2 separate regions of the Anas platyrhynchos genome follow, and region 1 is linked to region 2. A link is a contact called in public Hi-C data. All regions are on one chromosome and are shown on one strand. The core of a region is the stretch at or near the end of the contact, and the rest is flanking DNA. Distances in the headings are between cores, read along the strand shown.

What was found. Hi-C and Micro-C count contacts between places; a contact is called where the count stands out from the background.
Region 1: a Hi-C map of F1 follicle shows a contact between it and region 2, with 4 times the contacts expected there. The contact joins two enhancer-like sites. A contact is called at or near these places in 4 of 8 Hi-C or Micro-C datasets (F1 follicle, liver, skeletal muscle and 1 more).

Annotation. Positions count from the first base shown.
Region 1 is chr21:7,240,916-7,245,016 of IASCAAS_PekinDuck_T2T, forward strand. The region is part of intron 3 of PPP1R16B (protein phosphatase 1 regulatory subunit 16B); the gene reads left to right. Among named protein-coding and RNA genes, the nearest start is that of DHX35, 32 kb to the right of the region's middle. Within about 2 kb of position 1,521, at least 1 of the 8 cell types and tissues checked has an H3K27ac peak or open chromatin away from gene starts, as enhancers often do.
Region 2 is chr21:7,180,848-7,184,415 of IASCAAS_PekinDuck_T2T, forward strand. It overlaps ACTR5 (actin related protein 5), which reads left to right. Exons shown (of 9, transcript XM_027472951.3): 9 at 1,238-1,829. The coding sequence ends at 1,495. Among named protein-coding and RNA genes, the nearest start is that of ACTR5, 11 kb to the left of the region's middle. Within about 2 kb of position 1,909, at least 2 of the 8 cell types and tissues checked have an H3K27ac peak or open chromatin away from gene starts, as enhancers often do.

The DNA.
Region 1 (4,101 bases), core at 271-2,770, 60 kb after region 2:
ACTGGTGCACAGACGTGTGCACCGTAACCCAGGTGAAACTTGTGTGAAATCGTGTGTAAATGTCAGAGAATCCTTCCACTGCCTTAGGAACCTCACTGCAAGAGCAGCTTTTAGGTGTCCTTCAGGAGAGGAGAACCAGACAGTGAAACAGAAGAGTTTACACATCACTTTCAAAAAGAAGTCGCTGAGTGCAAAGGTTGTACGTAAACCTGGACCTGCAAAAACTCCGTGCGTGTGTGTAAACTCGGAGCACGCAGGGAAGCCTGCTTGCCAGTCTGGACAACTGAATGTTTTTGGGAGCTGCTATCAGAAAGGTGTTTTGTTTGTTTGTTTGTTGTCTTGTTCATTTTTCTTCCCTGTATCAGCTGGCTTTGTCTGTGATGGGTTAGTAATACTTGAAGTATGCAGAAGCCAGGTATAGATGGGAGTGTGATATTATCCAGAATTTTATGGTGTAGTTTATTGACTTTGGGGGAACTGCACTGACAAAGGCATTTTTCTCCACGGAGAAGTCTCCATCTGGTTCAGGAACCTTCCTGGAACATTTGTTTCTCGTATAACCTCTGTGGGAAGTAAAATAAATGTAAAATGATAGCGCTGTCCTGTCTCTTCAGGTGAGAGAGCTGATTACCCCACGCTGAATTTTCCTTAGGGCCTCTGCAGCGGCTTCTTTGTCTTCCCCCTGATTTGTAGGTTTGGGGGAGGAGAAGCGAGGCTTGGGAGCTGCTGGCAGTGGGTTTGTGGTGTGCGGGGAGGAGGATCTGCGTGGGGCTGCCCCAGGACCTGGGGCAGAGGGTGACTTAAAACCTGCTGCTTTGGGGATCCATTTTCACAGCTTTTGTGAGAGCATTTTCCATTTAACTCAGCGCAGATGTGAATGATAAAATATAAATCGAAGATTAATGTACAGCATCTTGGCGTGTGAAAGGTTCAATTATAGGCAGAGCAAGCAGAATAATGGAAAATACGTTTGAGTGATTGTTCAGTTAATATCATTTGCAATGAATTATTCACAACAATTTGTTCACCCCCACTCTTATTGTAATAATTTTCGTTCCTTCATTTGCTCTGCGTTTGGAACTGCTTCCCACAACTTGTAATGAAGTATATCCACGCACCCAGCCCCTTCTCCCCACCTCCCCCCGCCTACACGCCACGAAGGACAGATTTGAAAGAGCTCAGCATCGCAGGCACTGAGCTCTCCTTAAGAAGTTAATCAGAAGTGTCAGAGTGGAGTTAATCAGAAGTGCTGAAGTGGAGGCTGCTGCCTGCTGATCGCTCAGATGTGACCCATAAAAGCCCATTTTGCAGGCTGCAGTCACCTCGACCCTTTAAGCTGGCAGCGATTTGGCTGCTAACCCCTGCAGCCCTTCCTGCTGTGCTGCCTGAGTTCAGCAGTGTCCCTGCGAGCGGTGTGCTGAGGCTTTACCAGCAGAAGGCAATCGGCTGCTCTTGGCGATCGCTCTGCATCCCTGGAGCGTATCCTTCCTGCCTGTATGGCCTCGCTGGTGCTGTGGTGGGAGGAGGAGGAGTTGAGCTTCCCAGCCAGGCGTGTGGCACCAGCAGCCTCGAAGAGAAGCGCTTTGCTCGCTCAGGTCCCTGCCTCTCGCACCGTGCTGCAGACAGCGGAGGGGATCGGGGGCAGTGCTGGAAGTGGTGGGTTGTCTTCCAGCACTGCAAAGCTCCACAGCTGGGCTCCCCTTTATTCAGGCACTGGAAAACCCACAAATGCACATTGCTCCTACAGCCGGGTTTGGTGTCACCAGTCACACGGGAGGGATGTTTTTAAGCCAGGTCGCTGTAGGGTGGTTGGCAGGGGGATGAAGATGTCCACGTCCTCCCTCAGTGTCCCTCTGCAGCCTGCCTGGAGCACAGGCAGTGGGCGAGCACTCAATGTGACGTCCCTCTGGCTTTGGAGGAAGGAGCCAGGACTTGCTGCTGCCCAGCTTTGTGCTCCCACTGCTGCGCCTCTCGATGCCAACTTGACTTTAGGGCGAGTTGGCAAGGTGTCTGGCCTCTTACCCAAGCAGTGTCCTCATGAATTCATTGGCACCCTATCCATGACGGGCTTTATTACCTTGTGGGGCTTTTTTTGGTGTCTCGTGACCATCAGTCTCTGGTGTGTCGGGGTGTAGAGGGAAATGTTTTGCAGGCAGTGGTGAGCAGGTCCCGCGGGCAGGTGGGAGCCGTGGTGCACAGCCAAGACGAGGGCTGCTGCAGGGGTCAGTGGAGAATTCAAAGCTGCTTTAGGGTAAGACAAATCCTTGTCTGATTCTTAACCCTTTAAAGACTCCCACGAGCTCTGTCAAGCCGTGACCACAAAGCCTTCAGCACAAAACCCCAAACACCCTAATGAGCCAGGATTTATGCTTTTGCATCTTCCCCACGGAGGGACAGCACTCGCAAGGTCGATCCGCCAGCATCTACTTGTCCAAATCTCCATAATCAGGCGAAACGTGATTATGGAGCTGCTTGTCGTTAGGACACAATGGCTCTTAAATGGCCCAGATTGAATTAAAGCCTTAATGGCAGAGCATCCAGAATAAATAACAGGCCAGCAGATCCGCTGGGGGTGACGTGCCTCTCAGCCAGCCCCGATGAGCAGAGCAGAGCTCTGGCCGGGCAGCAGGAGCGCGGTGGTGGTGGTGGGCGTGCTGCCCGGAGGGAGCTCAGCGCCTCGATGCAGGCACGCAGGAGAGTGCTGGGGGAGCTGGAGGAGCTGCAGGCTTCCTGTGCTGGCCTCCGAGCTGGAAACAAACCGGCATGCCTTGGACTCGCCGTGGTGAGGGGGTTTTGCCGTGGTGTGGGGCGAGTTTTGTTCTTCGCTGTCTTTCCCTTTTTTGTACCGGTTTACCCAGCAGGTGTCAATGCCTGCAGGTTGTTTCCAGCTGAGGGAAACGCCAGCGTTTGGTGAAACGGTGCCGTGATGGGAAGTGCCTTACTCCTCTTTTGTCCACATTTGCCTCCCTTTTTGCTGACATGAGGCCGGTGGTGTCCAAACAAAATCCCACTTTGCTTCCAGTTTGACTTACAAGTGTGCTTTCCACCTCTCTTGAACAAAGCTTCGTAAATCAGCATCAGTGTGCTCCTGGCCCTGTTTTCCAGCGAGGAAGCCCCCAGGCCCCACACTGGCTGCCAGGAGCTGCCCTGCTCCCAGTTTCCCCCAGTTGTACTGGGAGGGAGCTCCCTCTGCCCATGGTGGGCATCAGCACCACGGGCGCTCTGGGAGCGGCCGGCCCTGCAGCCGTTCCTGACTGCCAGCTCTGACGTTTATTGCCTGTTTAGCTTCGTTACTGCTCCTTGTTTTGCAGCTCTGGTTTCGCTCAGTGGTTGTATCCTTGCCAACAGATCAGGTGGGGCTGGAACATGTTGCTGCGCTGGCCCCAAGGAAATGACTGCGAACCTCTGGCTTATGCCTGCGCTGGCAGCGACAGCTGGGGTGGGAAAAGCATTAGGTAGGAAAACATCTACAGAAAAAGCAGGGAAGGAGAAAGCAAGCACCAGCAGACAGGTATGGATCACCGAGACCTGTCAGTGAATTTGATTTCATTAGATTGCAAGTTCCTGCTATTGCTATTCGGTTGCTCCCTCTGCCAGCCTTATTGCTATTACCCATGGAAGAGCTGCACCCCAGAGCAAACTTCATCTTTTACCTGGAGGCTTTTCATCTGTTCCCCAAATTTGCATTTTAATGGAATAAAACCTATCCTTTCCCCCTCAAAGCAGCAATTTAAAAGTTAAGCCTCTGGAAAGCTTTCCTCAAACACCCACCCATCCATGTGAAGTGTCCAAAGCAACCCTGGTGTGTTTTAGATGTTCCATGAATGTACTGGGCTTCCAGTACCACGCTGATAACTTCTTGAGGCAAGACCTCATCTTCCCAGAGTGAGATCTCAGAGGTTGGACTGGGTGATCTTAGAGGTCTCTTCCAACCTAGATGGTTCTGTGACTCTGTGATGTCTCCTATGGCTGTAGCTCAGGACCCAAAAGTCACCGATCGCCTCGGAGCTCTCCTGGGCTGCAGCGTGCAGAGGTCGCTCCCGGTTGTCTCTTAAGCAAAAGAAGAAAACATAAATTGCTCCAGCACTGCCGTGTGGAAAT
Region 2 (3,568 bases), core at 659-3,158:
GAATGATGGTGAAGCAAAGATACAGTTGATGTCTGAATAAGTTATCAAGGGTAGAGTTGCCTTGGAAAAGGACAAGTTCCTTTACCCAAAAGACTGTGCATGCTCAAGCAGGTACATTTGGCTGGAAATCTGCCAATTTGGACAGTTGGCATCTGGAACAAATGGTCTCTGTTAGGGATAGCAGTTGGGACGAACACAGCTCATTTCAAAATGAAGTTATCTGTTTGACTTGTTAAATGTAACAACTGTGGGATAGCAGATAATAGTACCTATCTTACAAACCTATCGTCCTCTGCTACTTTCTCAATAGCACTATCCCAGCTGGGGAAGACCCAGAGCTTGCCATGCGTTTTGTAAAAGCCTCTCTTGCTGGTCTGAAACTAGCTTATGTACCAAAATCTACTACTGTCTCAAATAGCAGATCGCTTTAAGCACAGGAGGAGAAGAAAAGCAGTAAATCTTGTGGCAGTTTGTGGTCCTGTAACAGGTTCTGTAACACTTGCTGTGTGGAGTGACTTTTTGTAGCTCTGAGCAGGGTGTGACTGACAAACTACCATGTACCTGGCAATTTTAGGAAGGATATTGCTTGCTGGTTTGGGGTCCATAGGTTGTCAATGGGAAGAGAATGAGCTGCTTTGAATATCACTATTTCTAACAGAATAAGGATTTCTTTCCATTAAAATATGTTCCATAGTTTGGTTCTGTCAAAAATCTGTCATTTCAGATATTTCATATGGTACTTGCACGGTGTCTAGTCTAGCCTGCCTGTAATTGCAGCAGGAAAGCATTTTAAGCTGCAGTGACAGGAATCACTTAAATAGAAATGGGATCTACACCAGTGGAAAGGACACGTGTGGTCTTTTCCCCACATACTGTGATTTCTTAGCCTGCAGCATTGCTGGAATTCACAATGGAGCACTTGATACTTTTTTTGTGTTACTACCAGGTCCTCCTGTGTTGGCTTCCAGCTGTGAGGGCTGCTGGTTGTGAATGTGATAATACAGGCTTTGTAGTCTGTAGAAACTGCAGTCTCATGGTGAACTGATCTCAAGGTGAAAACATGTCAGATCCTTCCCTAGTGCTCCTTTCAGAAGCACTGAATTATCAGCTGAGACTTCTGAAATTGTGATTTGCATCCTATACTATTCTAACCAGCATAAAAAGGACTTTTCTGTGTTTAGTTTTTAAACAACTCAATATTCTCCTACATTTATTGTTGTGTTTTCCTTCCATCCAGGTTCACCTTGCCTCCAGCCCAATTTTAGATGCCTGGTATGGGGCTAGGGACTGGGCAGTGGAACACATGACCCGTGAGGAAGGCTGGATAACCAGGAAGGACTATGAAGAAAAGGGGGGAGAATATCTCAAGGAACACTGTGCTTCAAACGTTTATGTTCCCATCAGACTTCCAAAGCAAGCCCCACGGACTACAGAGGCACTAGCACCCAGCAGAGCTCTGACATCTAGCACGGGCAATCCTTGTGAGCAGGCGTAGCACAGAGCCTTTGCCACAGCCCCCCAGGGGGAGATAAAAGAGCAAAGAGAAGAGTTCCCTGTGGTCTTGCAGTCTGAGCTGTGCGTGGAGCACAGGCCTCAGCACAAAGCATCTCATCCAGCCCCTTGAAGGGGCAAACGGCCGAGCTGCTCTGGGGCAGCACCTGGCACACGCAGCGCTGCTGCTGCATAGCGCGGGAGGGCGAGTCGGCAAGGAGGAACACAGGAAAAGTGCATTCCGGAGAAAAGTACAGCCTTAGGAACTCTCATAGTAAGACTTCGGGATTTTGCAAATGTTTTATATTTTTTTATTAAAACTTACTGCTTGTATGCCACTTTCGTGGTGTGATTCAGAAGCTCGACTTGTATCATGCAAGGCAGTCCAGCAGGCGTCTCCCTCGCTCGTCACAGCGAGTGCTTCTCAGGCTGTGTCATGCTGCTGGAGGCCAGAGGGGCTGCTCTCTGCCTCCTCCTGAGGCTCCCTGGCCTTGTGTCTTGTCCGATGTCCATCCCGCTGCGTGCTTTCCGCCAAACTTCCCCCAATCAGGGGGATTCTGGATGCTTTATGTGGTTGTTGGTATTACTGACGTTGCTTGAAACTGGAGACCTGACGTAACGTGTGGTCCAGCTGTACAGAAACAGCCCCCCATAAAGCACAGTCCAGAAGGAAGCTGAGGTGCACGTAGTGCTCAGGTGGTTTTACAGGAGTGGTGGCTGAGCAGGGCAGCTCTTGGTTGGGGGGGAATCTCCTCTGCTGCTCTTCAAAAGCTGGCTGGAAGCACCTGTTAGCTGCAAAAAGCTTGCTGGTGTTTCATGATAACACAATCCACTGGCTTCCTCCACTGGAAGCCTCTTGATAGCACATCCCCTGAAACAATCGGTGTCAGCTTCATTGGTGCAAGGCTGGGAAATAAGAGGACTGATGCTGTGTCCCCGCCACGCCTGAGGTGGTCTCAGTGTTGTGATGAATGCTGACACTGATGTATCAGGGTTGACAGCCACTTCAGATGCTCGGATTTGGCATAATAAATCCCTTTTAAATTGCTTGCAGTCTAAGAGTAGATGATGGTCATCAAAAGTCTCTTCATCAGTAAAGCAAACTCTTTGCTTTACCATGGCTGTGTGTGTTTCAGTGGTTTGACCTCTTTAATGACTGCAGGCTGTGAGTGATGGTACGTTGTTGAAAAATGCGGGTTTGAGCCAGGCCCCTGTCCTGCTGCACAGCACTCTCCACCTGAAATTTGACCAGGGATTCAGTTCTCACACTGAACGACTCCCTGTTGCTTTCCCAAAAGAATAATCGATGCTGAACCGAAACCCAAGCAGACTGCAGCAGTTTGGCAAGTAAACCTCTAGTCTGGAAAAGGTAAGACTAGGGGGAAAATATCCAGACCATAATTGGAATAAGGAAAGTAAACAGGTGGTGGCTTGCAGTCCCCGAAGAACTGCAGAGCTCCAAGAGAAGTCATCTGGCAGAGTGAAAACAAAGGATGTGAGGTACTTGGTGCTGAAGCGTGGAGTTTATTGCCACAGGATGCAATACGCACATTGCTGGATTCAGAAAGCATTACTCAGACACCTGACCTTAAGAAAAATCTGCTATCAAACACCGAGGGCACGCCCGTGTGCAGGCAGTCCTGCAGTCATACATGGCTCAGCAGGGGGAAGAGCTGTCACCTGCTCCTGTGTGGTTCCCTGAGCTGGTTGCTCTTCGTAGCCTGGCCCTAGCTGGATGGGGAAGGGAGTTTGCTACCTTCAGATGGCCTCAGATTCGGCCTGCCGCTCTGTCCCCAGCTGCCCGGAGGCCTGCTGCTTTTCAGGAGTATTACGGCAATTCTGCAGGTGTTTAAGGAATGTGGCAGAACGTGCTGTGCTGACAGCAGAAATGTTACACCCCAGCCAAGTGTCTCTTCTGATCTCAGCTCGGGTGGGTGAGCTGCAGTGCAGGCTCTGATGGCCTGTTGCTGTTTGACCCCTCTGACAGTCACGGCAGGAGCAATGCTTGTGGTGCAGAAACTTGTTCTGGCGCTGGGTGCTGTGCAGAAAACTTCCAGCATGGAAACCTGAAAGGGTC